Regions from separate parts of the Mus musculus genome. Here regions 2, 3, 4, 5, 6 and 7 are each linked to region 1. A link is a contact called in public HiChIP or PLAC-seq and promoter capture Hi-C data. All regions are on one chromosome and are shown on one strand. The core of a region is the stretch at or near the end of the contact, and the rest is flanking DNA. Distances in the headings are between cores, read along the strand shown.

Region 1 (2,850 bases), core at 240-2,739:
TCTTATAAAGTTTAGCAAATTTTTGGCTTAGTAAGCTGGGAGGTCTCCATAAAATGGGCTGGTCAGAACACAGTGCCATGGGTTGATTCTAACAGGCTGGGCTCTCCTTACCTCTAAACCGAACTTACTGCTTAGGCCATGTGGTGGTTTGAATAAAAATGGCCCCCATAGGCTCATATGTCTGAATAGTCACCAGAGGGTGGGACTCTTTGAAAGGATTAGGAGGTGTGGCCTTGTAGGAGGAAGTTTGTCACCTGAGGTGGGTTTTGAGGTTTCAGAAGCCCAGGCTAAGCCTGGACTCTCTTTTTGCCTATGGATCAGGGTCTAGCTCTCAGCTACTGCTTCCCACCATGATGATAATGGACTAAACCTCTGAAACTGTAGCAAGCCTCCAATTATTTTTTTAATGAGTTGCCATGGTTACCTGTCTCTCCACAGCAATAGAACAGAGACTAAGGGAGGCTGACTCCTCAGTCTCTCTCCTCACCAGCTTTCCCCACCCCAGACCACATTTAAAAAGCTTTTAAAGTATTACTATTTCCTAGCGTGTGTACACGTGTGTAGAGTCCAGAGGCGGATGGCAGGCATCTTCTTCGATCATTTCCCACCTTATCTTTTGAGACAGAATCTCTCAGTGGGCCTGGAGCACACACCAACGCAGCTAGGCTGGCTAGCCGGCAAACTTCAGAGATCTGCTAGTCTGGGATTACAGGCATACACCATTACACCCTGCTTTTTATGTGGGTGTTTGGGATCCGAACTCAGGTCCACGAGCTTACCCAGCAAGCATTTCCTGATTGAACCATTTTTACAGAGTTCGGCCCACTTTTGGTCTTAAGTTTATCTCAACACATCTCTTTCAATTTAACTCTGTTCTCCCATTTTCTTTCTTCCCCCAAACAGATACGGCTTAGTCACTTGCATCTTGTACAGTTTTCATTCAACAAGTATTTACTGAACAACCGTGCGCCAGGATTTATGATAAATATAGGAGGTTCACAGCTGAAAAGTATCAATGTAGCAACTCCATCCTCTGGAATGAAGTCTATAGTTACTATGTCTGTCGGTCCCCTTGTGGCACCTTAAGTGTTCTAGAGCTTCCAGCTACGTTTTCTAAACCAGGCTCAAGTTCCTGTGTCAGTGCATTGTTGTGTGACCCCGTCACAGGCCCCACACACACACATACTCCCCAGACAAGGAATCCCCCTTCCTTACAGCTCACTTTGTGTATCTGAAAAGAAAGAAACTTGGACCAACTTCACTTTCAAGACCCCCACAAACTCCTTGCTTTGGTCAGTGGCCCAAGGTTCAACTCAAGTTGGGCAAGTCCGTTAAGTAAGAGGGGACGATCACGGCCTCCAATAGGATACCGAAAGCCCCGACTAGGCACTGGGGTCTTCTCACCTACCTAAACTCACCTTCTTTCAGACCTCTACCCTAGGCGCATGCGCGCTGGCGCTGCGCTCGCCCCCTCCCTCCGCGGGCTCCAGACTTCCGGTTCCGCCCCAACCGAGGGACAGAGCGTGATGGCCGCAGACGGGACATTGTCAAGAGGGGGCGTTGGAGAGGCTGTGGAGGAAGAGCATCCGGGGGCTCTGGAACCCGGGGCCGCCCCGTTCGGAAATTTCCCTCATTATTCCCGCTTCCACCCTCCCGAGCAAAGGCTCCGCCTTCTGCCCCCGGAGCTTCTTCGGCAGCTCTTCCCTCCCGAGGGTCCCGAGAAGAGGCCGATCCTAGGGCTCGACGTGGGGTGTAACTCCGGGGTGAGTGACGCGGCAGGGATCGGAGCGCCGGGAGCCCAGCGATGGTCAGCCTCCGCGTCCTCCGTGGTGCTGGCCTGGGCGTGGCATCAAAACTCAAAGCCCAGAGTGGGCTTTTAAAGTATAGCCTTGACAGACACGTGCACGTCCCAGCCCTCCCTTTGGGGCCCCACGGCCGAGTGAGGAATTTTGAGCAATCCACAACTCATTCCAAAAATTCCCGCCAGACCGCTGGGGAGGAGGACCGTCTGATCTGGACTTCCGGCGTTTGCCTCCTCTCTTGCTTTGCTGGTCTTCTTGGCTGGGGAACGGGGATCCCCTTCCCTTCCCCCCCCCAAAAAATCTGGGAATCCTGATTCCTAAAAGATAAGAGCCAGGGTGACGTAATCACGGCTGAAACTTAAGGCTGTAGATATACAGTGCAAGACAGACCTGGAGCCAGATCCTTATTTACTTGTGCTAACAGAGTACAACGGTGAACAGTAGAGAGGGATCAAGAAAGAAAATAGATCATCCGGCCAGAGGAGGAAGCCTTAACCACCTTTCCCACCGCAGAGTGTTTTCAGACATGTAATGATTAGAGTCAAACCGCAGCAAAAATAAGGAAATAACAGTCTCGCCTATTTGTAGCTAGTTAGTGGATGTCCCAGTGAAGCGGGCAGTTTTATCCAACATTACAAATGGTTAGGACCCTCCGCCATTCGCTCCACATTCCATCACCAGAGTCCAGGGATAGACCTTTTGCCCACGTGTAATTCTAGCTCTCAGAAGACAAGCATTCCCACAAGTCTGAAGCTAGCCTAGGCTACTAAGACCATGTTTCCAAAAACGACAAAAAAGAGACATTGGTGGGTGGTGAAGACCTTTGAGGGTCTCAGTTGAGGAGAGCTTTTGGTTATAGACTACAGTAACCAGCTGGGTGTGTGTCCCTGTAAACGTGTCACCGTGGTATAGGAAACCAGCAGAAAAACAGAAAAGAAAAACATTTTTAAAAAAAAGATTTTAAAATTGTAAACAGTATATACAGAGCCACAGTAGAAAGGACACGGTTGCAATTGACTAAGGCAGTTGTTCTCAAGTTTACTTTTGA
Region 2 (2,900 bases), core at 366-2,865, 560 kb after region 1:
CCCAGCCCTAGATGTATTTTGCTGTTGTATTTTGAAGCAGGGTCTCTCTTTGTATCCCAGATGTGTTTTTAGACTTGGTCTCTCATTAGGACTTGGGGCTACATGAATAGGGTTCGCTGACTAGTCTAGTCAGCAGACCCTAGGGATCCTCCCGTCCACACCTCCCCGGGTTCACCAGCCTGCACTACTCATTAATTGTGGGTGCTAGGAATGGAACTTAGGTCCTTCTCCTGTTACCAACTGAGCCATCTCTATAGCTACCCCTCCCAAATGGTTTTTGCTTTGTGTTTGAGATTAGCTGAACCCACAGATGTAGAACCCAACAATGCAGAGGGCCAACTATATAAACATAAATGTATACACGGGATGTATTTATTTTGTTTTTGAGACAAATTCTCACCATGTTACTCTGGTTGTCCTAAAACATTATGTAAAGGGCAGACTGGCCATGAATTTATAGATCCACCTGCTTCTGCCTTCCTAGTGCTGAATTAAAAGACGTGTGCCACAATGCCCAGATGGTTTCTGAATCTCAAAGTAGGACTGGGCCAACCTCTATTTTCTAGTTTCAAATTAAAACGTTAAAACGTTAAAATGTTAAAACATTAAAATTAGATAAAGGCTATAAAGAGAACAGCACATAGCAGGGAGTTAATGTTTGGGAGTTAATGTTTTACTCAACCCACTCACCAATATTCCCTGGGATATTTCCTCAGTTTCGGGATAGCCTGGGCCTGGTAATACATGCAATCAACTAGGAAGCTGAGAATTCAAGGGTAGCCTGGTTTGCATCGCAAGACCTGTCTCAACAAAACAAAAGTTTCATGACATTTTTAAAAAGTCTCCTGTTTTTTTGTTTTTGTTGTGGTTTGTTTTTTAACTATTTGTTCTCTAATACCCTAGGCCTTCCACAAAAATAACTGTGTGAAAGCTGTCTGGAGTGGCAGGGAAACTCCAATAACAAATAAAAAAACGCATCGGGCAGTGGTGGCACAAGCCACTAATCCCAGCACTTGGGAGGCAGAGGCAGGCGGATTTCTGAGTTCGAGACCAGCCTGGTCTACAGAGTGAGATCCAGGACAGCCAGGGCTACACAGAGAAACCCTATCTCGAAAAACCAAAAATAAAAATAAAGAAAAAGAAAAGAAAACGCTATGGACCTTTGGGTTACAGGCAGCCGTCCCTTCAGAAGACCCCGTGGTGCTTACATCTTCTCGACGGGCTGACCTGATCCCAACCTTATTCGTTTAAACTAAAATCCTGACGGATACACATCCTGGAACCAACCCTCACATCTCAGCCGTGGACCACAAGGACTCTTAGTTTTAGAACAGCTTCGACAGGCCAAAAACATCCCGCCTCCTTTCCCAGAATGTCCTATCAGCGCACTCCTAGCGATGACCGACAGTCTACGAGGAACCAGTAAGTTCCGCTCCTCTGAAGAAACCCGCCCAGGCCTTGTGTCGTCACTGGGCACCAAGCCTGGCACTTCCGCGTAGCCGGGCGGCGGGTACTTGCGTTGAAACGTGCTTGCGAGTGACCCCACCTTAAAGGGGAGGGGACCGAGGGGGACCCGAGCCCTTTAAGACTAGGCGGGCTGGGGCCTGCCCCTTTAAGGGCGGGGCGTCCGACCGCAGAATCTGAGCCCCAGATTACCTTGAGTTTCCGTCACGGGCAGCGAGGAGAGGCGCTTAGGCTGGGTCCGGGTGCTTGGCGGGCGGCGGCGGCCTCATCCCCGCTCGTCCTCCCCGGGCCCGGAGACACCCCCGCCCCAGTCATGCTGAGCAGAGTATGGAAGCAGCTGACTACGAAGTGCTATCCGTGCGAGAACAGCTGTTCCACGACAGGGTCCGCGAGTGCATCGTGAGTCCGGGACCTGGGCGGGAAGGGGCCGGGCCGAGGTGGGAGGGGCGCGCCGCGATGGAGACGGGAAGTCCAGCTGCCTGGGCTCCGGAGCACCTCGACCCCTGCGAGCGCCGGGGCCGGGCCGGTGAACTCCCGGTCGGGTCGGCTGGGTCCCTGAGCCGTAAACAAAGCCGCCGGGTTTCCGTTCCTCGGCCGCTCGCCCCTCCCCCCGCCCCTTCTACTCCACCCCCGTGGGCGTTCCTGGCGATGGGGGTCCTCTAGTGTGGAGCGTTTGATCCTCTGGAAAAGGATGGATTTGCTTCGGGACAAGTTAGTGTGCGTGTTCCCCCTTAAAAGTAGATGAAGGGCAACCATGGTTGATGTTGAAATGAAGGGAGACTCGGTCACATTGAGCAGTTAACCGGGGACATGCGATGGTGGCGCGAGGGGCGAAGGAAAAGTGGGAGCTGTAGTGGGTCCTCCCACTAAGGAAGAAAGAAGTCCTGTCCGACGAGATGGGGTTGTAAGAAGTGGAGATGGAGGAACACCGAGGTTTCCCCGCCTGTTTTCTCTCCCCTGTAGTAGTGGTTGTTTTCATTCCTTCTGTGATTGAATCCTGGGCCTCTGGCATGCAGCATGCCAAACACAAGCCAATACAATGACACACACCCCGCACGACTTCCGGATAATTTGTTTGACACTCAGACTGGGTTTCCAGCCATCCCGTGTGAGTTCTCATGTGTGGGTGGGGTGGGGTGGGGTGGGGTGGGGGTGGGAGGGTCCCGGGTCCGCAGTGATCCTGAGCGCATCTAGCCTGTATTTCTTATTCTTTAAGCATTAATCTAGAATTGCAGTTGAACTTTCCATACGGCAGTGTACTACTCTAGGGTAGGAGCACCCGTGGGACTTAGGGAAATCTATTTTCCTTGGGCCTGCTTTGAATGATAATCTCTTTGTCTGCTGGGTTTTTTTGTTTTATTTTGTTTTGTTTTCCCAGAGAGCTCTGCACATACTAAATGAAAAGGGAAGGGTTTGGAGGAGTGGAAGGAGATCTT
Region 3 (2,910 bases), core at 192-2,691, 990 kb after region 1:
CCATTCAGGGGTTTCTGTTCATCCATCTTGGGTTTCACATCCTCCACACGAGTTTCAGTCATGCTGTGTTATACACTGGTTACACTGTGTAGAGGGGGATGGGGTTGAACAGAGAAGAGTGTCTCTGTCTCTGAAGATTTACAGATAATAACCAGTTGGAAGACTTCCAGTTTATAAGTCTTAGGTGGCTTGGTTAGGATGGAGACCTCGGGAGACGTCAAAAAAAAAAAATCAGGTTCATAAAATGAGCACAGGCAGGAAGGAGGGAAAGGATTATTGATGCCATGAGTGTAGTACTCCATGACAGAAAATTACAGGAATTATTTGAAACTAGTACCTGGCCCTGACTTGCTTAGGGGAGATACCTATTATAGCTTACCCAGGACCCTTTCCTGTCTGTGGCCAACCTTCGCTATCAAGGACCACTTACCCAAGAACAATGTTGCTATGAACAATGTTGCTATGAACAATGTTGCTATTAACAATGTTGCTATGGAATTAGCCTTGGATTGACACAATGTCTTAGTGACACCAAAAAGCATCTAGCTAGTTATGGCAGAGGCGATTGAGGGCAGGGCGCTTGGCAGTTTCTCTCTCTCTCTCTCTCTCTTTCTTTTTATTTTTCTTTTTTTGTTTTTTTGAGACAGGGTTTCTCTTTGTAGCTCTGGCTGTCCTGGAACTCACTCTGTAGACCAGGCTGGCCTCGAACTCAGAAATCTGCCTGCCTCTGCCACCCAAGTGCTGGGATTAAAGGCGTGCGCCACCACTGCCCGGCGCTTGGCAGTTTCTTATAGAACAGCTAGATATTTTTACACAAAACTTTTCACATTATCTATCTCCCTCCATAGGAAGTCTTGGGATCCAAGTAGTAGTTGAGTCTCATGCTAAATGCCACCATGTTCCATCCCTTTTCCCAAGGCTCTCAGTTATGAGTCTCCATATCAAGGGGCTTTCCTGGACTTTGTCCTATGGCTAGGTTGGACAGACAAATATCACCTTTGATCCTAGGATGTGATACATCCCCTTTCCACGTTCTGTATGTGTTTAGGGGTAAGCATGGAGTTGGCTGTAGCCAACTGTGTTTTCCAGTCACCTCCCTTGTATTGTCTCTGAAGCCTCCTTTGTTCCAAAAGTAGGTTAAGGAAATCCTGCTTCCTGGAAGCAGCCCTAAAAGAAATGAAGGTTTACCAGAGCCAAGTGAGAAGCTGGGTCATGTGTGGAATTATGTGGGAAGAAAACAATACTTGGTATTGACTGGATGCAGGAGATGGGGGGAGGGTGGCAGGATGGAGGGAGGCTGGCAGGCTCAGGGTTTCTATTTTGGCATAAGCATCTCTTCATCATTGTCTTCCTAGAGAGAAGGCCCGGTGCCAGGAGGCCAGAGGCCTTCTTCATACATAAAAGCAGATGAAGTGAGCGGTGTCTGCATTACAAGGTCCAGGAGCAGTCAAAATGATGCATTTCGTTCCTTTGTTCCTGGTGTGTATTTTGTCGTTGCCTGCCTTTCAAGCCACAGAGCTTACAAAATGCAAGGTGTCCCATGCCATTAAAGACATAGATGGCTATCAAGGCATCTCTTTGCTTGAATGTGAGTTCATACTACGTCCCTGCTTCCTTCCATTCCCACCTCTCCCTTCTCCTCCTTCTCTGTCTCCTCGTGGTGTGGTCTCGTACCTCTTCTTGTTCTGTCTTGACCTCTTGTATTCAATTACTTCTCCTGCCCTGCCTGTCTCCCATTGTCTGGCCTTTCTCATTTCACCAAGATAATCTGGACTTCACCACTTTTGGAGATTGGTTGGGAAGCCCCCCCCCCCCCCCCCCCGGGAAACCAGTGTTTCAATTATGGTACTCTGAGACATCTCTGAGAAAGTTCTTTCTTCTGTCTCCCTCAGGGGCCTGTGTTTTATTTCATACCAGTGGCTACGACACACAAGCTGTTGTCAACGACAACGGCAGCACAGAGTACGGACTCTTCCAGATCAGTGACAGATTTTGGTGTAAAAGTAGTGAGTTCCCCGAGTCGGAGAACATCTGTGGCATCTCCTGTGACAGTGAGTATCCTCTTTCACCACACTCTTCTGTATCTCTACAGCCTGCCTCCGAGTCCTCCCAGGCAGCCTCCTTGTTGGTACCCAGCATGTCTCAGGTGTGCTGGGTACCATATGACTTGAGATAGCAGTGCTTAGTAAGAACCTGGTCACTGGTCATGATCTCCACATGCCCAGAGAGTCCCCTAAGGTTCAGGGAAGGGTAGTTTGGGACACTTGTGAGTCTTGAAGTCTGATACGCTGTATTTTCAGGGCGTGATGAATCTGATGCTGTCTCGTGAGGTGTCCTAGGGAAGGGAATGGAGTTCCCATGGAGGGGAGGCATTATCAGACTGGCCGTTTCATATAGAAAGTCTCTAGGCCAAACCTTCAACTCAGAACCAGTTCCCCTGACTCTGGGGCCAGAGGAACCAGTCCACTGAGCTGTACTTCTTATTTGTCTTGTTCCTTCCTGCACTCTGTTATAACAGAGTTATTGGATGACGAGTTGGATGATGACATAGCGTGTGCCAAGAAGATCCTGGCTATCAAAGGAATCGACTACTGGTAAGTCGTCGTCTTTGCTCTCTTCTGACCTCCCTCTCCAGACCATTTAATTTTGGATGGAGTCTCCAAAACAAAACTCATCTAGAGTCCCAAAGGTCTACATTTAAAATGCTTCTTCGTGTCATTTTTGTGTGACAACTTCCCCGATATGAAGTTCCATGTTGGAAGACTGATGTCCAGGACTCTCTTCCCCTGGCCAGTTCTCATCCTTAAAGCCCTTGTGGTATTATTCCACATCTTTCCTAGATCTGAACTCTTATTGATTTTATTATTATTATTTTGGCTTGTTGAGAGAGGTTTTTGTGAGTGAGTGTTT
Region 4 (3,214 bases), core at 141-2,640, 750 kb before region 1:
TAGAGCCTCTGCCGCCTGAGCTGGGGTTAAAGGCTTGTGCCACTACGCCTGGATCAGGTCCTATTTTAATACATTTGTCTTGCCTGGCTCGTTATCTCTGAATTACTTAACAGCTATGTTTACTAGCCTGCCTGTTTCTCCCAGCTTTAAGCTCTCTAAAGGCAGTGCCTGTCTGCAGTAAAGTGTGCTCAGTGACCAGCAGACTGTCACGAGTGAACAGTAAATATCAATAAATATCAAGTACAGAGACTTCTCAGCTGGTGAGTGAGGAAAAGGCGTCTTAGCTTCCTTCCTTGAAAAAGATGTTGAAGGTCTGGAGAAATGGCTCAACAGTTAAGAGCACTGACTGCTCTTCCAGAGGTCTGAGTTCAATTCCCAGCAACCACATGGTGGCTCACAACCATCTGTAATGAGATCTGACTCCCTCTTCTGGAGTGTCTGAAGACAGCTACAGTGTACTCATATAAGAAAAACAAAAAAACAAACAAAAAATCCTAACATAAGCCGTGTTCGAAGCCAACCTGGACTATGTATGTATGTATGTATGTATGTATGTGTGTGTGTATGTATATATAAATTTATTTAAGGCCAGTTTGGTAAGCCCTGTCTCAGGCAAAACTAAAAACGCTATAATAAACCGGACCCGGCGACCGCGTCTGGAAGTCCTGCACCATGAACTCTTCGCAACAAATCCCGTCTCAAAAAGAAAAGGCGGCTACCGAGACTCTTTTAAGTTTCTATCATAACTTAGGCGGCCAGCGGCGAGACTCCCGGAAGGAGAGGAACGCCGTGCCCCGCCACAGGGCGGGTTGCCTCGGTTTTCCCAGTCATGGAGGCGGGAGCCCAAGGCCGCGGCGTCTGCAGCCTGCCGGAGGCCGCCGCTCGGCTTTTCTTCCCGCCTCCATGCGGCGCGGGCCGAGCCAAGGAGCGCGGGAGGCCCGGGGCGCCTCTCCCAACGCGCCCCGCGGAGGCGAGGGGAGCCTAACGCCCGGGCGCTCGGGACGCGCGCGACCGGAAGCGCGCGGCCGGCCCCACCCCCACCGCGCCCCTCCCCCACCGCCCGCCGAGCCGCGCGCGACCCCCGGCCGGCGCGTGGCCGCCATTGCGTCCCCGCCGGCGCCGCCTTCCCGCCCGGGCCGCCTCGCGCTCCGCCGCGCCCCACTCACCCGCGGGGCCGCCTGGCCGCTGCCCGGGGCAGGAAGCTCCACTCCCCCGTCCCAGGCGGCGCCGACTTTACTCCTCACTTGCCAGCCGCGCACCGCAGCGAGGTGGCGCGCGTCCCAGGGGTCGGCGGGGTGCGGGAGGAGAGCGTAACTCGAGAGCCAACCGTCGCGGCTACCGTTTCCCGGCCGCGAGGGGCGTCGCAGGCGGCATGATCCGCACAGGCCGGGGGCCGGGGCTGGGGGGGGGGGGGGGGGCGGCCGAGGAGTGCGCGGGAGCGTGGGGAGGGGCGTGGCCTGCGCGCCGGCGTGCTGCGTCACCGCGTGGTCACGTGAGCGCCGCCATCTTGGCGAGCTCGGGAGCGCGCGGGCCGCCACGGGGACGCTGGGGGAGCTCCGGGGATCTTGGGGCAATGGCGCGGGGTCCTGACCTCCCTCTCTCGCGGGCGGGACAGCTGACCCTCGGCTACCTGCTCTGTTTAAGTAACTGTAAAACCTTGCGCTGCCATCTTAGTGCTTCGGAAAGGACTTAGCATGTCCTTGTGGGGAGTTGACCTTCATACAGATGCCTTTATCTCAGCCTTGGCAAGGTTCTGCTAGGGCATCATAGCGGTTTGCTCGCTCGCTTGCTTGTTTTTAGCATGCCCTCTACAAAGTGCATTATCAAATGTTTTGAGAAGTTGTATTTGACACCTTCCCTCCTAATAACTGGGTGAGTGAAGACTTTGGTTTTGAGCCTTCAGAACATACGATGTGATGTAAAACTGAAGCGTTTAGAAGGGCTTATTAGACTCCAGGCACCGTGATTCAGCAAATATTGCCCAATAAAGCTAAGGCCGATGACTACCTTTAAATAGAAGTACTCGGGTTTTGACTGATTAGGCTAGTTACCCAACCTCTCTGGAGTCGCTATCAAATTTATGGAAATTGCCAGGCGTGGTCAGCTGTGCCTCTGACCCCAGCACTTTGGGTTGGCAGGCACAGTGCTATCTCTTATCTTCATAGAAAGTTCCAGGCCCGGCAAGGCTATACAAAGAAAGCCTGTCTTAAAAAACTATGGAAAGTACAACACTAAGTCAGAGTCTCAACATTATGGAAAGTGACCTACAAAGTAAGGTCGGGGGAAAGCTTGCAGATACCAGCCTGGCCTGAACAACAGGCCAGCAGCAGTCATTCCATCACCCATAGTGTTTTTAAAAGGGGTCCTTTTTTTGAGATTATATTATCATTTCTCTCTTTTCCTCCCTCCAAACCTTTATTTTTTCTTTTAAAGATATATATATGTGTGTGTGTGTGTGTGTGTGTGTGTGTGTACACACATATAAATATATATTTGGTTTTTCAAGACAGGGTTTCTCTGTATAGCCCTGGCTGTCCTGGAACTCACTTTGTAGACCAGGCTGGCCTTCAACTCAGAAATCCGCCTGCCTCTGCCTCCCAAGTGCTGGCATTAAAGGCGTGTGCCACCACGCCCGGCCTATATTTATTTTTTATGTAGCTGTCTTCAGACACACCAGAAGAGAGCATCATATCCCATTACAGAGCCATCATGTGGTTGCTGGGAATTGAACTCAGGACCTCTGGAAGAGCAGTCAGTGCTCTTAACCACTGAGCCATCTCTCCAGCTCTTTCCCCCCTCCAAACACTTCTATACATTCATCCTTTCTTTCAAGTGTTTGCTTTTTAAATATATTATTGTAAATTTTGTGTGTCTGTGTGTCTCAGATGGGGAATGGTATGCGCACAGGTTTCTTCAGAATCCAGAAATGAGCGTTGGATCCTCTGGAGTTAGAATTACAAATGGTTGCTGTCAGGTCCCAAAGAAACCCAGGACAAATGGCTAACTGTGGTGTCTGTTAGCATGCCAAAGCACAGGCTGGTAGCCAGGCTCACAATCTGCTCTTCTCTAGCACACACCAACCCCCTACCCTAAACCCAGGCTGAGGGCCTTCAGTTCTCTTCCCCCAGCTTCTGAGTTCCAAAAATCCTGCCAGTTTGGCCATCTCTCTTGGCTCTTTGCCTCTTCCAACTTTCTCTTCCTTTTTCTTGCTCTG
Region 5 (3,019 bases), core at 100-2,599, 680 kb after region 1:
ATGTCTTCCCTGCCTTCGCCCGCCTATGCCCTGGAGATGACCCTGCTTTTCCCTTAATCCCGGAAGCGTCGCTTTCCTGGGCACCCACCTCGGTTGACGATCTTGCCGAAGAGGTGGGGCCCCGGAGCAGTGGGGCAGTTCCAGCGGCGGTTTCGGAATTGCCATTTGCACTCTCGCACAGCGCTCTGGAGCCCTCCACTCACGCTGTGCAGGATCCCCGGGTTCTGTCGGATCAGTCGCCGCTGCTTGCGGCTCAGCAGCTGCAGACTGGGCTCGAGCACCAGCTGCAGACTCTTGGAATCCGTCAACAGGTTCGTGGAGGAGGCTATGTTCACGATGCCCCTGGCGGGATGCATAAGGGTTCAGTCCAGGGGAGGGGACCTGCATCCTAACCATACAGGCTGTACCACCCTATCCTTGCCTGGCCCTGAGCTCCAGAGTCTAGTGAGTGGACAGAAAAGGCATGGCTACCTTAGCTCTTCCTTTCTTCAAGTCAGCCCCCGAGGAGAAACCCCACCTGCAGCCTTGCCCACCTTGAAAAACTTAGGAATTCCACTCCCTCACCTCAAAGCTAATATCTGGTTTTTTTTTTTTTTTTTTTTTTTTTTTTGGTTCAAGACCTAAGGGACACCTGAGCACCCACCACAGCGAGGTTGGGACCTGTTGCTCAGCAGAAACGGGGTCGTATTAAATGGGAATGGTCTCTGAGCCTGGTGTATCTGGGCTTCTGCATGCCAATGATGTGCCCCCACTTCAGCAGAGCTAGTTCTAGGTGTGAGCACCCTGGATGTGAAGTCACAATGCACGAGGGGGGTCTGTAGGTTGGTGATCCCCACAGCGTGGGAGCTGGGTAAGGCCCGTGCCTGGCTCTTTGCCCCAGGACAAGTGGCGGACCCCGTACTAGCTCACTTACCACCATCGGCCACTACTGTTGGCAGCCAGGGCTGCGGGCAGAGCGGTCAGTGCCAGTAGCAACGTAGTAGAAACCCAGCTGGGCAGCAGCGCCCAGAGCCCCATGGCCTGCCTGGCCTTGCTGGTTCTGTGCTGCGGTTCTGACGACTGTGGTTGCTGTCCGCGACGGTGGGACTGGACACAGCGGTGAGGGCAGTGATGCGAGTTCCCAGGCTGGCTCTAATAAGTCTGGAGGCGGGCCGCAGGCAGCATGGTTCGCTGTCCTGGCTGCTGGGCTGAAGCAGCCACTGCGGGAGGCACCGCCTCTTATAGGCCTCTTATAGTTGCGGCGCTGACTGCAGTGAGAAGAGGCTGCCCCTCCGGGCCCGGGCGGCACTAAAAGCACCAGGGCGCACTGGTCAGGGCCACAGACAATGAGTGGCGAGCGAAGCTGTGGCTCTTGCCGGTCTGAGCAAAGAGCTGACAGGCTAACCGTCGGGGCTCACCCCCGCCCCCTGCCTGGTGGCCCCCGCCTCCAGGTCTGCACTGGCCGCCGACCCCTCCCCTTGGGATGGCCTCCCACGCGCGCCGGCCTCACTCTTCTGCGCGTCCGGAGCCCGTCGGGGACCAGCATCCGCCAGGGGGCGCGGAGACAATGCGCTGGGGACAACCTGTTTGCAGCCTGGATTGCCTCCCCCACACGCGCCGGTGGGGCTGTCCTCTCGAAGTCCGTCTCCTCTGTCCCCCCTACGCTGTGGTCTCTTCTCTTCCCTATTCTGAATGGCAGGATGAAAGTTGTGGTTCTAGCCAGCGACTCCGTGGAGACACTTCCTCACCCAGGAACCCCGACGGCTGGACAGAGAAGGAAAAGAAGGAGACAGAGCATGGGTGGAGCTGTGGTCAGGGATTCCCGGGCGTGGGGTGTAGGGGTAGGCTGAGCAAACCGAGCTGGTGGCAGTGAGAAACTCAGAAGCGCCCAGCAGTTTGCCTCTGTGGGCTAGGGGGAGTGTAAGCGTCGGTGTGTCACCCGTGAGATTAAGTCAAAGTGTACATGTGTTCTGAGGGTGCACGCTCCTGTGTATTGGTGTATCCAGAAACTTCTAACGAAGAACATTTTGAGCCCTTTCCAAATAATTGTGTAATTTGGCTCAGGACAGGGAGAGCATGAAGTCATTTTGTTACAGTCACCACTTAACGCAGTGTATCAGGAAGGAGGTGGGGCTGTGACAGGAGACGTCCAGAAGGCTGCAATTGTGTTTGCAGGTGGGTGCATGAGTGTGTGTGTGTGTGTGTGTGTGTGTGTGTGTGTGTGTTTGTGATTAACGACGTGCACTCATAGGTGTCATTCTGTCGCTCTGGGTACCTAGTGTCACCCTATGGCACCTTGAGTCAACCTGTGCTTATCATTAGATGTGCTAGTCATGAAGATGAACCGGGCTTGTTTCTCTGGCAACTAGGCTCAGAAAGGATAGGACCACCAGCCGAGTAGCTGTCAGATGGAGCTGAAGACCTGAGGGAAAGAATGCTTGTGGGAAGAAGCTGGCTCCTTTTGGTTTTGTTGTTGCTGGTTTTGTGACCGGATCTTGCTGTGTGACCCTACCTAACATAAAGGTTTAATATGTAGAACCCATGATGGTCCAGTGACTGCTGGGATTACAGGCCTATTCCGCCACCGTACCTGCCCAACTCAAGATGAACATAATTGGGGGGAATGAGAGATGGCTCAGTGGCTAAAAGCACTGACTGCTCTGCCAGAGGCCCCGGACTCTGTTCTCAGCACCCAAGTGGTGGCTTATAGCCACCTGTAACTCCAGTTCCAGGGAATCAGGTGATGTCTGAGCCCCACTGACACCAAGCACACACAGGTGCACGTATACATACATACATACATACATACATACATACATACATACATACATAAAATAAATCTCCTGAAACAGTTTTTTAAAGAAAGATTAGCAAATTTGTGCCTCCATGTGTTTCCTGATTTTAGTTGGATTTTTTTTCTCCCAGGTTTCTGCAGTGTCCCCACCCCCCACCCCCATTTTCTCCCACTCTTACCCAAGAGCCTTAACTCTTCCATTGTGGATTCTACTTTCCTCCTGATTCCAGTGATCTTCAGGGTCAT
Region 6 (3,334 bases), core at 217-2,716, 710 kb after region 1:
AAAGTAAGATGGGGGATGATGCCAGGAGAATCACACAGAGCTAGCCTAGAGTGTGCACTGCAGCAGCAGAAACCAGAGATCCTGGCCCAACGAGGGAAAAAAGTCAAGAACAGCGACTCCCAAAAGGTGTCCTCTCTAACCTCCACATCTTGCTAGAGCACAAGTGCACCCGCAATCTCTCATACAAGCACACACACACAGAGTTAATAAATGGAGGGAAAAACGAGCAAAAACCAGAGCTTAACAAAGGCTCTCAACAGCATTGAGTCCTGAGTGGGGACAAATATAATTCTCTTCGTTATAAGCAAGTTCCTTGCTGTCCATCTCTTCGTTAACCATCTCTGGCTGTTCTGGAGCCTGCTCTGTAAATCAGACTGACCTTTAACTCACAGACATCCACCTGCCTCTGCACCCTAGTCTCCAGTGCTGGGATTAAAAGCTTGTGCCACCACCGCCCCCAGCCAGTCCTGTAATTTTTGAGGTAAACAAGAGAAGACAAACTGGTATAAAGGTATAAACCAGAGACAGATGTGACAAGAGATAGATTCTGTTCCCAGCCTATGTTTTGGAGGGAGAGAAGAGTTATAACGCTGCACCAAGCTCTTATACTTGATGCATTTAAAGAACGCAGTGGGGGCTGGTGAGATGGCTCAGTGGGTAAGAGCACCCGTTTCTGGCGAGGACCCTTCTAGCTCAGATTCTAACATAGCTTGTGGCTAGAGTCTCAGGCAGTGTCTCCATCATGTCAAAAGATGAGTGTCAGGGAAGGAAGGCGGGGTCCTGGGTGCGCTTTCCTGGGGATACTAAAATCCAGACTCATCTAGAGAGACTTCATGAGAGCCGCCTCTGAGTTTCTGCCCTCTGCCTTTCAGCCTCAACCTCCTAGACGACCCCATCCAGATGTTTCCTCTAGTATCTGGAATGCATCGTTCTTTCTCCTCTTCCTTTATGGGAAAGGATCTCAGAGAAAGCATCCTTAGGAACTAGGGAGCAGAGCGGATTAGCAGGTGGGGTGCGAGTGATGCGCTGTTTATTTGGAATAAGACTGGACTAGAGCAGGATACAGCAACCGTTTTCATCCTCCATGCTCCACATGGGCTCTGCTTAAGAAACCCCGGAGACTCCCTGGTCCGAGCCCTGTGGCCAGCGCAGCCAGGATGTGGCAAGGTCCCGGAGCTCGCTCTGCTCGGGAGCCTCACCTCAGTGCCCACAGCCCCCTCTACACGCCGTGCCTTCCGATCCTCCAGCCCCCACACAGGCCCCCGCCTAGGCTCAGCTTCAGCACCGGCTGCTTTTGCTGCAGCCGCTGCCATGGTGATGGGTCTCGCGAGAACTGCCGCTCGCTACCGCGCACTTCTCGCGCGATCGTGGAGGTGGGAAGTAGCCCGGGCTGGGGGTGGGTGTTCGCCGCACAGCTCCTGTCGCCGTCGCGGCTTCCGGTGCTAGGTGGAGGGCGGGCAGGAGGGAGCCGGGGAGCGGGCCAGCGGACCATCTTCACCGCGGTCGGGTCGGCTTGCGGAGCGGGAGGCAGCGGCCGGAGAGCCGGGCGGAACCTGCGGGGGCGGAGGCGGCGGTGGCAGCCGCGGCGCAGGGAGCAGGAACAGGTTCGGAGCTGGGGAGGGAAGGCGGGTCCGGGCAGGGAAGAGGCTGGGTCCGGGTGGGAGCCCGAGGCCCCCGGCCGCGGTCCGGCTCGCACCGTCTGGGCGAGGTGCTGGTGTGGGGGGTGATCCTCGCTGAGCTTGGGGACCCCAGCCCCACTCCTGTCCCCGCAGCCGAAGGACGCCGAGCTGGGGTGGGGGCGGGGGGCGCACACGGATTTGTCCTCCGCCTCCCCCGAGGGTGCGACCTGGGCTGCAGAGGTGAGCTTGGGAGGGTTGGGGACGAGGGGGAGGCAGGCTGACCTGTGGGAGGGGGACGCGGGGGCGGTGTGGCTGTTTGGCTCTCTTTTCCTTGGGTTTAAAGGGCTGCGAGGAACGCTGCCTTTTCTCTCTCCCTCCCCCGCCCGAGCTGTGGGGGAACCAAAGAAAAGCCGTGCCGTGCCGTGGTTATTCTCCTCCCTCACCCAGCGCGAGGCGTGGGGGGCCGGGGCTTAGTATCAGGGCCTACTGGTGGGGCTCGGCTGGCTGCGCACGGTCCTCACGGAGGTGGCGCTCTGCTCTGGGGTGTTGGGAAGAGGGCAGCAGGTGGGGAGAGGGTGGAGAGGAGGCTGGAGACGGGGGAGGGGGACCTGAGCTAGCTCGGAGGAGAGAGGTGGGGCCTTCCTCCCCCAGGCGGAGCGGGGGCGGTGTCACCGAAGGAGGGAGCAGCTTGTCACTGGCCCTGAGTTTGTGTCTTCCAATCCGCTTTCTTTCTCTAGGAAGTACCAGGATTCCCGGAACAGAAAATGAAGCCTTTGCTTAGCATGCCAGTCCTTTTTGAAGGAAGGAGGGGGAGGTGGGGAGGTGAAGTTCCCTGTTAAAACCTCAGGGTCCTTTAGTTAAGTCGTAACTCTTTGGAGAGACTTGTTTTTTTTTTTGGGGGGGGGGGAGAGGGTCTCTGGGCCAGGAAGAATGTAGTGGAGGGTTATGTATGTGGTCAGGACTAAGAAGAAAATAGTGAGGTCATTAGGGAGACGGGTAATGTAAAACCCGTCTCTGCCACTGTTGCATTGGGTCACCCTTGGGTCCATGGCATGAAAGTTTTATTGGGAGGAGATCTGCTGCAGGAGTCTGATTGCTTGAGTCATTGCAACAGGATAGAATCTAGTCTCTGCATACCTCCATCTGTGACCCCAGGCAGGGGGATAGGGAACTGTCTTTGCTGCCATTTTGTCTTAGACCTGTTTGGGGATAGTATCCCCACTGTGTGCTGCAGTGGCCATTGGGTTGGCCTTTGGCATGTTGGACCTGCGCTTGAGTACATTGTTAAAGGCCGTTTTAAGAAAGGCCCATCCACTTACATTCAGCTTTTCACACAAGGAGTCACTGACCTTGGAGGCAGCTGGAAAGGGCTCCCAGGTGTCACACAGTCACTCCTGCACAGTTTTCCTTCTTTCTCTCCTTCCTTTCCCCCTCCCTTACTCCTTTGTTTGTTTGAGATGCAGTGCCCTTGCTCGCCTCAACCTACCAGCTGCCTGCCGCTGTCTCTGGAGTGCTGAGGTTGACCTGGGAACCGAGGCAGACCCTTACTTCCTTTTTTGAGACAGGCTGGATTTGAATCTTGCTTTTGTAAGAACACGGGATAGCAATGCATAGAACTGCGCAAGGTTTCTAGCTACTGCTTAAGGAAGAGGTAGTGCAGCGAGGGGAAGGAGTTCTCTACTGATGAGAAGGAGAAACTTCTTTAAAGCCAGGGT
Region 7 (2,981 bases), core at 361-2,860, 560 kb before region 1:
TAAATACAGAACTGTTTTAAAAGATCTGAATGGAATTCGTCACACTCGGTGGCAACACTTTCACAAGAAGATGACAAGAAAAAAACAAAACCTTAAGGGAAATATATTTTAATAAACTACTTCAAATGTTTTTTTTTTTTTAAATCTGGTAAATATTGTAACCAAAGGTATCACCGGGCAAGCAACCCAAAGGTTTCCTATCTTCCTAAACGCTTCCCCACTGATTAATTGAAAAGTAATATGTTGATAATTGCATGCAGGTGAAAAGATCACCACCCTACACATTGGGAAAGCCTTAAAGGGTTATTAAAATTAATTATTTCCTTCAATCGAGTAAGATCTGTGACACTCAAACGCACTTCTGGCTTTTCACTATAAGTGATTCTCAAAAAGGTTTGAAAAAGCCCAGTGTCGTGACAAGTTAACAAAAAGTCGGAACTAGAACGCTCCTGGGAACTTGATCACATTCCTTACTCTTTTCCAATCAACAGTTTTTAGTGAACTTGAAAAATACTGGGGAGGGTCTTTGGCAAGGAATTCAACAATATGCAACTCTGGAGACATCAGCGAAGTGTACGGAAACCAAGCGCGGAGAAAATGCTGCTTTTGTTCAGAGGCCGCCTGCGATAAAAACAGGAACTTTACAGAGAAGCTGATCTCCACAGCACATTCGCCTGACCACATGCCCACAGCCGGCATTGAGGTCCTCATTGTTATCCAAGGCACTTCTCTTGTAACAGAGCCCAGATTTAGTCCATGTTTGAAATTATCTACACAAACCCAACCCTCCCTGTACCAATCCATTGTCAAAAGAAAGAGGGTGCCGGCCAGGATTTGCATGTACCCGGTAGCCACCTCTACAAAGACTCCAAAAGGTGACCAGATAGGAAAACCTAGACTGAATGCAGGTGGCAAGAAAAGCCTGCTGCTCCCAAGGACAGAGGCGGTCTAGAGGCAGCGGATCGGGGGGTCTCTGGGTTAGCGCCACCGCTTCCGACCTCCCTCGGACCCTCAATGGCTCCCCCGCTCCTTTCTCACGCCTGTCACTGGTGAGGCACCTCGCATTGTTAGAGAAGCAGGAAGACGTGCAGCTGCGGCGTCCCCCTGCGCCTCGTTCTGAAGCCGGAGCGAGGGGACAGGCGAGCGGCCCTTCGGGAGCAAGGCAGCAGAGGGGCAAGGTGTCAGCCGGAGGGCGCAGCTTTGTCTCCAGCTGACCCGTCCCCGGGTCCTGCGGGGCCCCCCAGGGACAACAATGAAAGCCCAGCCGCGCTTCGCGGGTGGGGAGCGGCGAGCCCCGCCAGCCCAGCCGCCCACAGGCCGCCGCCCGCTCGCCCGCTCGCCCGGCCCGCCGCGCGCTCGCCTACCCTCAGACAGCTCCAGCTCCAGCTCAGCCAGCTGCGCCCGCACCTCGGGGGGCAGCGCGGCCACCGCGGCCGGCGACGGCTCCAGGCCTCGCTCCGCCATCGCGGCTGCGCCAGCCACACTCCGGAAGACGAGAGGGGGCCGAAGGAGGGACGGACTGACGCGGGCCCACACCCCGGCTACAGGATCCGGCTCCAGCCGCCGAGAGCCGCCGGCGCTGCCGCTGCCGCCGCCGCCGCCGCCGCCATGAGCGAGGGTCACGTGAGCGTGCGGCCCCGCCCCCCGGCCTGGAGCTCGTCCCGCCCCGGAGACGCAGGACGGGCGTGGCTACAGCGCCCTCTACCGCGGATCTTGGAGAGCGCAGGCTGCCGTCGCCTGCTCTGCTCTCCTTGGGAAGATGCGGCACCTGCTGCATATGACGCCTACCTTCCACAAACTCTCAAGCAAGAGGACTCCGGGACGTTGCCCTTACTTCTTCCAGTCCCTCTCACTCGGGAGAGCATGCATCTGTCATGTCTTTTCCCCCATTTTCCCTGATGGACCTGCCTACAGGCCACATCCTTCATCTACCCCAGATTCTGGATTATGCCTGCCAACAACTCTTTGATTTCTTTTTCGGTGCTTCTTGTAATCCCAGCACTCAGGAGGTGGAAACCGGAGGATCTGAAGTTCAAGGTCATTCTCTCCTCAGTGAGAGCCAGCCTGGGCTACATGAGACCTGTCTCAAAACACAAGAAAAAAGATCACAGTCGAACTTGCTTCATCTTGCCTTGACTCCTAAAGACTTATAAAAAGAACTTCTGTGGGAATAGGGGTTGGGGACATGGTTTCATTGTTACAATCGCTGGCTGCTTCTGCAGAAGGCCTAAGCTCAGTTCTCAGCACTGGGCGTCTAATGCCAGCTTGAGGACCTCTGCAGACCTCTACACACACGGCTACATACACCGCATTCGGTATAATGGTGCACGCCTTTTATCCCAGCACACAAGAGGCAGAAGCAGGCTAATCTCTGAGTTTGAGGCCAGCCTGGTCTACATAGTGAATTCCTATTCAGCCAGGGCTACACAGTTAAGACCCTGTCTGGAGGAGCGAGGAACGGAGAGGGGAGGGGGAGGAGAGGAAGAGGAAGAGGAAGAGGAAGGGGAAGAGGAAGGGGAAGGGGAAGAAGAGGAGGAGGAGGAGGAGGAGGAGGAGGAGGAAGAAGAAGAAGAAGAAGAAGAAGAAGAAGAAGAAGAAGAAGAAGAAGAAGAAGAAGAAGAAGAAGAAGAAGAAGAAGAAAGAAAGAAAGAAAGAAAGACATCTCTTTATGCAGTCTTGCCTGACCTGGAACTCTCTACTCAACCGACAAAGGACAAAGATCCACTTTCATCTGCCTCCTTGCTGAGTGTTGGAATCAAAGACGTGCCCTAGCTTGATGGGGAGTTGGGGATAGCTTTTTTTTTTTTTTTTTTAGCCACCTCAGTATGTAACCTATATGTAGTCCAAAAGTACTCATTCTAGTTTAGTATATATAAGGAAGGCCAAAAAAAAAAAATCCCTGTATTCTTTTTCCCCTCTTTTATTATTATTATTTTCTTTATTTACATTTCAAATTTTACATTCCTGTATTCTTACCAAAA

What was found. Promoter capture Hi-C pulls out the DNA fragments that hold promoters and counts their contacts. HiChIP or PLAC-seq counts read pairs in DNA pulled down with a chosen protein or histone mark. Capture Hi-C pulls out chosen DNA fragments and counts their contacts.
Region 2: an H3K4me3 HiChIP or PLAC-seq map of embryonic stem cells shows a contact between it and region 1, with 4 times the contacts expected there. The contact joins the promoter of Lmbr1l here to the promoter of Bcdin3d in region 1. A contact is called at or near these places in 1 of 39 promoter capture datasets (hippocampal neurons) and 2 of 115 datasets of contacts at active chromatin or transcription factors (embryonic stem cells and pancreatic cancer cells).
Region 3: a promoter capture Hi-C map of pre-B cells shows a contact between it and region 1, with 3 times the contacts expected there. The contact joins the promoter of Lalba here to the promoter of Bcdin3d in region 1. A contact is called at or near these places in 2 of 39 promoter capture datasets (liver and pre-B cells).
Region 4: a promoter capture Hi-C map of liver shows a contact between it and region 1, with 4 times the contacts expected there. The contact joins the promoter of Atf1 here to the promoter of Bcdin3d in region 1. A contact is called at or near these places in 2 of 115 datasets of contacts at active chromatin or transcription factors (embryonic stem cells and memory CD8 T cells) and 1 of 9 other capture datasets (liver).
Region 5: a promoter capture Hi-C map of liver shows a contact between it and region 1, with 6 times the contacts expected there. The contact joins the promoter of Wnt1 here to the promoter of Bcdin3d in region 1. A contact is called at or near these places in 3 of 39 promoter capture datasets (liver and pre-B cells).
Region 6: a contact with region 1 is called in an HNF4G HiChIP or PLAC-seq map of pancreatic cancer cells. The contact joins the promoter of Arf3 here to the promoter of Bcdin3d in region 1. A contact is called at or near these places in 1 of 39 promoter capture datasets (liver) and 1 of 115 datasets of contacts at active chromatin or transcription factors (pancreatic cancer cells).
Region 7: a contact with region 1 is called in an H3K27ac HiChIP or PLAC-seq map of microglia, with 4 times the contacts expected there. The contact joins the promoter of Dip2b here to the promoter of Bcdin3d in region 1. A contact is called at or near these places in 1 of 39 promoter capture datasets (liver) and 3 of 115 datasets of contacts at active chromatin or transcription factors (embryonic stem cells, microglia and neural tube).

Annotation. Positions count from the first base shown.
Region 1 is chr15:99,473,369-99,476,218 of GRCm38.p6, reverse strand. It overlaps Bcdin3d (BCDIN3 domain containing), which reads left to right and starts at 1,489. Exons shown (of 2, transcript NM_029236.2): 1 at 1,489-1,763. The coding sequence starts at 1,527.
Region 2 is chr15:98,916,813-98,919,712 of GRCm38.p6, reverse strand. It overlaps Lmbr1l (limb region 1 like), which reads left to right and starts at 1,615. Exons shown (of 17, transcript NM_029098.3): 1 at 1,615-1,863. The coding sequence starts at 1,792. Gm41396 (a long non-coding RNA gene) reads right to left here and starts at 1,744. Exons shown (of 5, transcript XR_001781764.2): 1 at 1,657-1,744; 2 at 691-800.
Region 3 is chr15:98,481,214-98,484,123 of GRCm38.p6, reverse strand. Lalba (lactalbumin, alpha) reads left to right here and starts at 1,441. Exons shown (of 4, transcript NM_010679.1): 1 at 1,441-1,588; 2 at 1,893-2,051; 3 at 2,519-2,594. The coding sequence starts at 1,453.
Region 4 is chr15:100,226,035-100,229,248 of GRCm38.p6, reverse strand. It overlaps Atf1 (activating transcription factor 1), which reads right to left and starts at 1,390. Exons shown (of 7, transcript NM_007497.3): 1 at 1,167-1,390.
Region 5 is chr15:98,788,187-98,791,205 of GRCm38.p6, reverse strand. It overlaps Wnt1 (wingless-type MMTV integration site family, member 1), which reads right to left and starts at 1,349. Exons shown (of 4, transcript NM_021279.4): 1 at 914-1,349; 2 at 89-342. The coding sequence starts at 1,017.
Region 6 is chr15:98,761,250-98,764,583 of GRCm38.p6, reverse strand. It overlaps Arf3 (ADP-ribosylation factor 3), which reads left to right and starts at 1,466. Exons shown (of 5, transcript NM_007478.3): 1 at 1,466-1,604. It overlaps LOC115488470, which reads left to right and starts at 2,538. Exons shown (of 1, transcript XM_030248862.1): 1 at 2,538-3,334. The coding sequence starts at 2,672. The coding sequence ends at 3,136.
Region 7 is chr15:100,037,293-100,040,273 of GRCm38.p6, reverse strand. It overlaps Dip2b (disco interacting protein 2 homolog B), which reads right to left and starts at 1,610. Exons shown (of 38, transcript NM_001159361.2): 1 at 1,365-1,610. The coding sequence starts at 1,464.